Regions from separate parts of the Triticum aestivum genome. Here region 1 is linked to region 2. A link is a contact called in public Hi-C data. All regions are on one chromosome and are shown on one strand. Each heading gives the region's core, a stretch centred on a gene start, on an enhancer-like site or on the middle of the called end of the contact. The rest is flanking DNA. Distances are from core to core; before and after follow the strand shown.

Evidence for each region. A called contact is a pair of places that touch in the nucleus more often than the background predicts.
Region 1: a Hi-C map of leaf shows a contact between it and region 2, with 5 times the contacts expected there. The contact joins the promoter of LOC123070384 here to the promoter of LOC123070383 in region 2. A contact is called at or near these places in 3 of 5 Hi-C or Micro-C datasets (all in leaf).

What each region holds. Positions count from the first base shown.
Region 1 is chr3B:464,496,147-464,499,684 of IWGSC CS RefSeq v2.1, reverse strand. LOC123070384 (mitochondrial carrier protein CoAc1) reads left to right here and starts at 1,427. Exons shown (of 7, transcript XM_044493588.1): 1 at 1,427-1,903; 2 at 2,679-2,764; 3 at 2,856-3,063. The coding sequence starts at 1,736.
Region 2 is chr3B:463,925,758-463,929,319 of IWGSC CS RefSeq v2.1, reverse strand. LOC123070383 (5'-nucleotidase SurE) reads left to right here and starts at 1,841. Exons shown (of 10, transcript XM_044493587.1): 1 at 1,841-2,244; 2 at 2,421-2,515; 3 at 2,619-2,686; 4 at 2,772-2,815; 5 at 2,893-2,970; 6 at 3,088-3,241. The coding sequence starts at 1,952.

The DNA.
Region 1 (3,538 bases), core at 178-2,677, 570 kb before region 2:
GTAGTTCGCAGACAAAAACTTCACATCCAGCTCAACAAGATTAGTTTTAACATTTTAAACATTCCATTGCTTGGAGCAATAGAATGGCAGGTATGTCGTGTGGTGGCTCGGCTCATCGCCTTGAGATTTGTCACGCTCAAACGCATTAGGATCATATGGACATCGTGATCACTGTCATCACCGAGGGTGAAAAGAAGGATAAGCAACGACACGGGTAGAATGGCATGTTCGAGGGTTTTGAGCCATATTTGTTGGGCTAGAGAGTAGAAGTGTGTTGTTTTTTTTCTCTCGTTGCAACGCAGGGGCGTGTTTGCTATTCGAATTTAGTAATAGAGGAGTAATTAATTCTGGCGGTACGTCACGGAAATTGCCCCTAGTGTTGCAAAATATTACCCACTGATGCCACCTATAAGTGATAAAAGATGTTCTACGCAGGGTAATCCCCCGCCTAGCCCGACCCTTTTGTGCCGGCCCATGTCCGGGCGGCCTTTTTTCTAAATTTCAGTTTCAATTTTTTTATTTTTCTTTTCTGTTTTTTTACTTTAAATAATTCGGGACTTTCAAAAAGTTTCATTTTAAAAAAAATGTGTATTTTGAAATAAATTATTTAATAAATCATAAAATGTTTGTGTATTCAAAAAATATTCATGATTTTGTGAAAAAATGTTTACTTATTCAAAAAAGTTCAAAATTTTAAAAACAAATGTTCCGGAAATGTTCATGCATTTCAAAAAATGTTAGTTAATTAAAAAAATGTTTGTGAATTTCAAAATTTGTTTCATCCATTTCCAAAAAAAGTTCGTCGATTCTAGAAATGTTTGCCAATTCAAGAAAAATGTTTAAAAGATATTTGCAAATAGTACAAAATGTTCTTTATTTTAGAAAATGTTCAAAAATTTGTTAAAGTGTAAATGAATTTGAAAGATGTTCATGATTTCAAATATGTTCATGAGTTTTAAAAAGTTTTCATGATTCCAAAATTGTTCATGATTTTACCAAATTGGGAGTGATAGTGTATCTTGGTGATGTAGCAAAATATGTTTATGGCCATTGAAGATTATGTTTTTTTTCGTTGCAACGTACGAGACTTTTTGCTAGTTAGTGCCAAAACGGATAAAAACTCATTACTACCCCTTTAAAAAATTATTATTACCAGATGATTCCTTCATACTCCTTCGGTGTAATATCTTTTTGCATTGACGTTGCACAAATCGGATATGTTTCCGCCGAACGATGGGCGGATTCTCAAAAATGGAAAAATGCGATTTGGACTCTTCACGTGTACGACTCCTTGGACTGCACGTTTCGGAACAAGACTCGCCAGACATTTCCATGCACGGGTAGTAGGGCGCCCTGCTTTCCTGGCAACCGGCGTTGATATTTAAGGTTTGGCCGCGAAGATTCTCCCGCATATTACTCATCGCCCCTTCGGCCACCGCCACCACGCCACTTCCCCCGTCCTACCTCAACATTTATTTTTATTATATATAATAAATCTCCGAAAAAAGGAGCAAGAGCAAACAGCAAATCGACCCCCGTGGCCGTGGGAAGCAGGGCGTCGCCTCGGTCAAATCCGGCGGCGGCGGAGGGGGAGTCGTGGGCCGCAAGGCTGGGCTGGCCTGACCGGACCGCCGCGCGCGTGACCCGCCCGGTGGGATCCTTCGGGCCGGCGCCCCAGGAGGATATTCTTCGCGCTGGGGGTGCTTGATTTGGATGAAAGGAGCGCGCCGTCGGCATGGGTACCCCCTCGCAGGGCTCGGCTGCCGTGGCGGCGGCCCGGGTCGACCTCTGCGCGCTCGACCTCATGCCCGTCTTCGCCAAGGAGATGATTGCCGGTGGGGTCGCCGGTGCTTTCTCCAAGACTGCCATCGCGCCGCTCGAGCGCCTCAAGATATTGCTACAGGTTCGTTCTGCACCTCGGCCCACATGGATCATAGAGATTTCGTTCATTGAGTTTTCGTGGGTGTGCGGCTTTAGGCATGATATGTCAACGTCAAGATTGTTGTTAGTCGAAAGGCGATTTTGAAGCCTTGTGAATGTGATAACACGCTCCTTAATATTGAGAAGGACACGCTTCTCCTAAGCCTGTGATTGAATGTGACTGCACGTCCCTTGACACGAGTTCCGTGTCAATGAAACTGATGCGCAAGTGTGCCTTTGTGCATCAGTTCTGTTGACATAGAACATTAGCTCTGTGTCAGTGAAACCGATACATGGCACGCCTGGCAGTTGCAGACTTGCAGATGTGAGGCTGTGCTAGACGCGCTTCTACATTCTGTGCCATAAACATGCCTAGGTCTATTAACGTTGTTCCATTAAGCATGAGAGATTTTGGAGGGCTGCGTCGCTGGGATATGGTCATGAGAGATTTTCTCAGCATTCTGAGATCTTCTCCATGCAACATGTGGTGCCATTTGGTGAATCCTCTTATTCATCTTTTGTAAAGAAGGCTATTCTTGATGTGACAGGTAGCAAGTTCCACTTCCATAGGATTGATAGTGTCTGCTTCCATTGGTCTTTTATATGCAAGAGGCAGCAGTAGCTACCAGCTGCTTCATTGGTTTTGCATGCCTAATTTGTGTGTGATACTATTTTGGGAGGTTTAGATGTTCTCATTCAAGTTATAAGTTTCTAAATGATTATGATTGCTAACACATTCTTACTTTCTGATTCTGCAGACTAGAACAAATGAGTTCAGGTCTCTCGGAGTTCTGAAATCCTTGAATAAACTGAGAAAACATGATGGCGTCTTGGGATTTTACAAGTATGTTGCAGTTCAAGTCATTACTTGTATACTATTATTACAGAAGATGCATATAATATGTTCAGCTAACCATGTCTTGGTACTACTTCAGGGGAAATGGTGCCAGTGTGTTAAGAATTGTTCCTTATGCTGCATTACATTATATGGCGTATGAGCGATACAGGTGTTGGATCTTGGGTAACTGCCCTACACTTGGCACAGGACCTGTGGTAGATCTTTTAGCAGGCTCAGCATCAGGGGGGACTGCAGTCTTGTGCACTTATCCCTTGGACTTGGCTAGGACCAAGCTTGCATTCCAGGTATTGTACTGTGTGCTCACATTTTAGTTGTTGTTGTTGTTGTTGTTGTTGTTGTATTACTGTGTACTCCTGTATGCAAAAACGATCTTCAAACTGATACCCAACGAATTGGTGAAAGGCACTTCTATAACTTTGTCCCCTCCCCCCCTCTCCTGCCTCTCCCTGGACATACTTGTACGCTCACACGTACTGCACAAACAGATATACACCCCTGAATATAGAGAACTGGTTCCTCGAAGAACTTTGAGGCGTGATTTCGCTGACATGGATGTAGGTTTGTCACGTATGGTACCTTAAGTCACCAAATTTTGCTATGATGACAACAAAATAAAAATCCTCTTTCTACATAGTGTTTTGGATATTTCTCTGATGATTAATTTTGTAAGAACTTAAATATTTGATGAAACATCAGTTCATTATGTTGAAGGAAGAACCTTTTTTATCTGCTATAACTGACTAGGATGTTGCTGGCCTG
Region 2 (3,562 bases), core at 592-3,091:
ATGACAAAAGGCAACACTTTTGTCATGAATGCAAATGACATGTACATATAGATGATGTCTTTCTGGACATTTTGATATCTTATTTGCATTTTTTCCAGTTAATATAAATTTGTTATGAAAATTTTAATGTGATGATAGACGACCGAAGGTAGCAAGCGTGAGGCCAACTCCATTTGGGTAGGGCAATGGGGTCGTGTCCGGATAGTTTCTGGGATGCGGTGGCCGTGCACCCAGCGCGTGGACGCATCCCGGCCGCATCTTGTCCGCGGGCACTTTTCTTTGCAAGTCCTTTAAACTTTTTTTCATCATTCATTTTTGATACATGACAATACACCATCATATTTTGACTAGCAAAGCAAGACCAAAGAAAACAAGAACCACAAGAATACATTTGAGAAGATACCCAACTTTCATAACTGCTCCCTTGAGTTGGGTTAGGGCCTTCTCGGTGCACTCATTGTTGATCTGTGGAGGAGGCTCGACGTTGCACCCTCCTTTCTTCTTCAAGCCAGAAGTCGATGTTGCTTCCTCACACGTAGTATCGTGCCTAGCCTCTAATCTAGCAACAAGTGCACTTGTCTCATCTACAGCCTCTAGGCTAGCTAAAAGTGCACGAACATGTACTAGATTTCACTCTATCAATATATTGATGTACTCTTCTTCCCAATACCAAAACTTGTATCCATTCTACACAATAAAACTTAAAGTTAGCACAACTAGTCTAATCCGAGAGCACAAACCGAAGCTAAAAAGAGCACATACCTCATCGTTTAAGCACTTGATGAACATCCATTCGGGATGCTCCGGCGTTGTAGACACGCGGCGCACGACCATCCTTGGGCAGTGGTCACACTTGATGAGGGACAACGGTGCGCCGACGAGCTTTTGGGCAAGCACCGAGCCCGGCCGACCGTCATTCGTGTATCTGCCGGCGGACCACCGACTGTGCAGATCCGAGCGGCTAGAGGACGAGTCACTGCCTGCATGTGGCCTTGCGGCCCTGCCAGGGCCTTCCGGCGACGTGCCCGGCCAGTCCATGGCGCGGCCCGGCCTCCCACAGCAGGGCGAGCTCAAGACCAACCGGATCCGCCCCAAATTCGGCTGGCGGGTGCGCAAACCAGGTGGCCGTGGTTGGGTAGCTCGGCGGCGACGAGGGAAGGGGCTGGGCGAGCGCGCGTCCGAGTTGTGCGGCTGCAATGGCAGCGCCGACGGCGGCGGCGGCGAGGGAAAGGTGGGGAAGAGTGGAGAAGAGTGGAGTGGGGTGCAGCCGGAGGGAGGGAGGGGGGCGGATAGAAAAAGGCCCGCCCTGTGCCACCGACGGGCGGGCCAGGGGAGGACATGCGCAGACAGCCGACGCGTCCGCGTGGTGTCTGTTTCACCCCAAAAGCGGCGCAAACTTGGGTCGTGGATGGGTCGAAAACGGGCACAAAACGGACAAAAGTCCATTTGCTCCCGCGCGCTGGGCCGCCCGGTTTGTCCGTTTTACCTCAAACGGACGGGCCGGACAGGATAGGGTCATGGATTTGGCCTGACACGAGGGTTTTTCAAAACTAGGGACAAATCAAACGGATGGGATCGGGCATAAAATTATTATATATGTAAAAAAACAGTCGGAAGTTTACAATCGAAGATCGTGGAGTAGGTAACCCAAGAAAAGAGACTGAAGGGTGAGATTAACTAACGAACGATGACACTTGACAAAGCAATTTTGGCACACTTTTGCTTGAGCAGTACTTGACTTTTCCCTCAAATCTGTGCGGGTCAAAAAGACGCTCGCTCGACACGTAAAGCGGGCCCGGTCTGGATAAATCCATAAACTATGCGCGCCCACCCCATTCCACTCCATTTTCCTCCTCCGCTTCGCCTGGAACATTTGCCTCTTCCTCCCTCCCTCCGTACCCCCCTCCCCCTCTCTCTCTCCCAACGCCCGTCCATCTCTCCGGCGAAACCGATGGCCGCGAGCTCAGGCGACGAGTCCCGGAGGCCCAATCCCCTCCCCTCGGGGCTCGTGTCCAATCTGCAGTCCGTCCTCGCCTCCCGCCGCCCGCCTTCGCCCGAGGACGCCGGCTCCACCGCGGCCGAGGCCGAGGCCCCGACAGCGGAGACGGCGGCCGATGACGCGCCGGCTAAGCCTGTCGTACTTCTGACCTGCGCCGGCGGGATCCAGTCGCCGGGTCTCGTGGCGCTCGTCGACGCCCTCGTCAAGGGCGGCCGATGCGACGTCCACGTGTGCGCCCCTGAATCGTATGTCCCCCAATCCGAACGCCCAACCTCCTGATTTCTCGTTACATTTTTCTCTTGAGATTCATCGTTCTGGCTGGATTTTTTTGTGAACTGCTGTAACTCCCTAATCCATCATTAATCATCATCCCTGTGGTTCTTAGAGCAATTTAATCACAATATTTTTCTTTAATTTGAAGGGACAAGCCTGTCTGTGGTCACTCCATTACCATCCGGGAGACTGTGTCTGCGACATCCGTCCATTTTACAGGGGCGAAGGCTTTTGAGATATCAGGTGAGGGTTCTTCGTCCATTTGTGCGCCATTTGTATCATTACCATTTCTCATCTGTTGGGTATTGAGTTTCCTCTATGCCAATTACGATGACTCTTAATGTAGGGACGCCTGTGGATTCTATCTCATTGGCATTATCTGGGAGGCTATTTTCTTGGTCGGCACCTGCTTTGGTATTGTGCTTGTTAACTATGCTTAGGGGAAAAGGTGGATTTATTATCCTTTGTCATTGAGAGGATGATTCCATTTGGTTTGCAGGTGATCAGTGGTATCAATACTGGGTCAAACTGCGGCTATGAGATGTATGCTCTTGTTTCACAAGTGGCCCATTTATAGTCTGTTTCAGTTTAGTTATGTAATTGATTACAAATCTGTGTAGGTTCCACTCTTCTGCCATTGCTGCTGCAAGAGAGGCTTTAATGTGTGGGGTACCTTCAATTGCAATCTCATTGAATTGGTGGGTATGCGATTAGTCACATTAAAACTGTGTCCCAAATCTACTATATCATTTCTGGTATGGTTTATTCACTCGGTAAACACAAGCTAATAACAAGTGGTGCATATATGCAACTAGGAAGAAGGATGAAACCAAAGACAATGACTTCAAGGATGCAGCTGGGCTGTGTTTGCCACTGATACATGCTGCCTTGGCAGATATTGAGAAGGGAACTTTCCTCAAAGGGTGCCTGCTGAATGTTGGGGTTCCAAGCTCGCCAGCTGCAAATAAGGTTATTTTGTGAACAAAACTTTGTACTCAAACTCCATTTAGAGCCAAAAATAGCATCATAGCTGTAGAAGTACATGAATCCTTCTACTTGTTGTCCACTTTGTCTTTTAGTGAGAAGCATACTGGACCATGCTATTGCTATTGTTTGTGGCCAAGAACAGTACATATAAGTATATAACTCATTATATCCTCAACTTCAGAGCATCATATACCAATTACGTTTATTAGAGGCTAGTTTAAGTGTAAATCAATAAGTTTCTGCAATTTATAATGTAGAATGTATGTTGTCAGTGAACTACATTTTCGAAGTGTCTAGCCATTT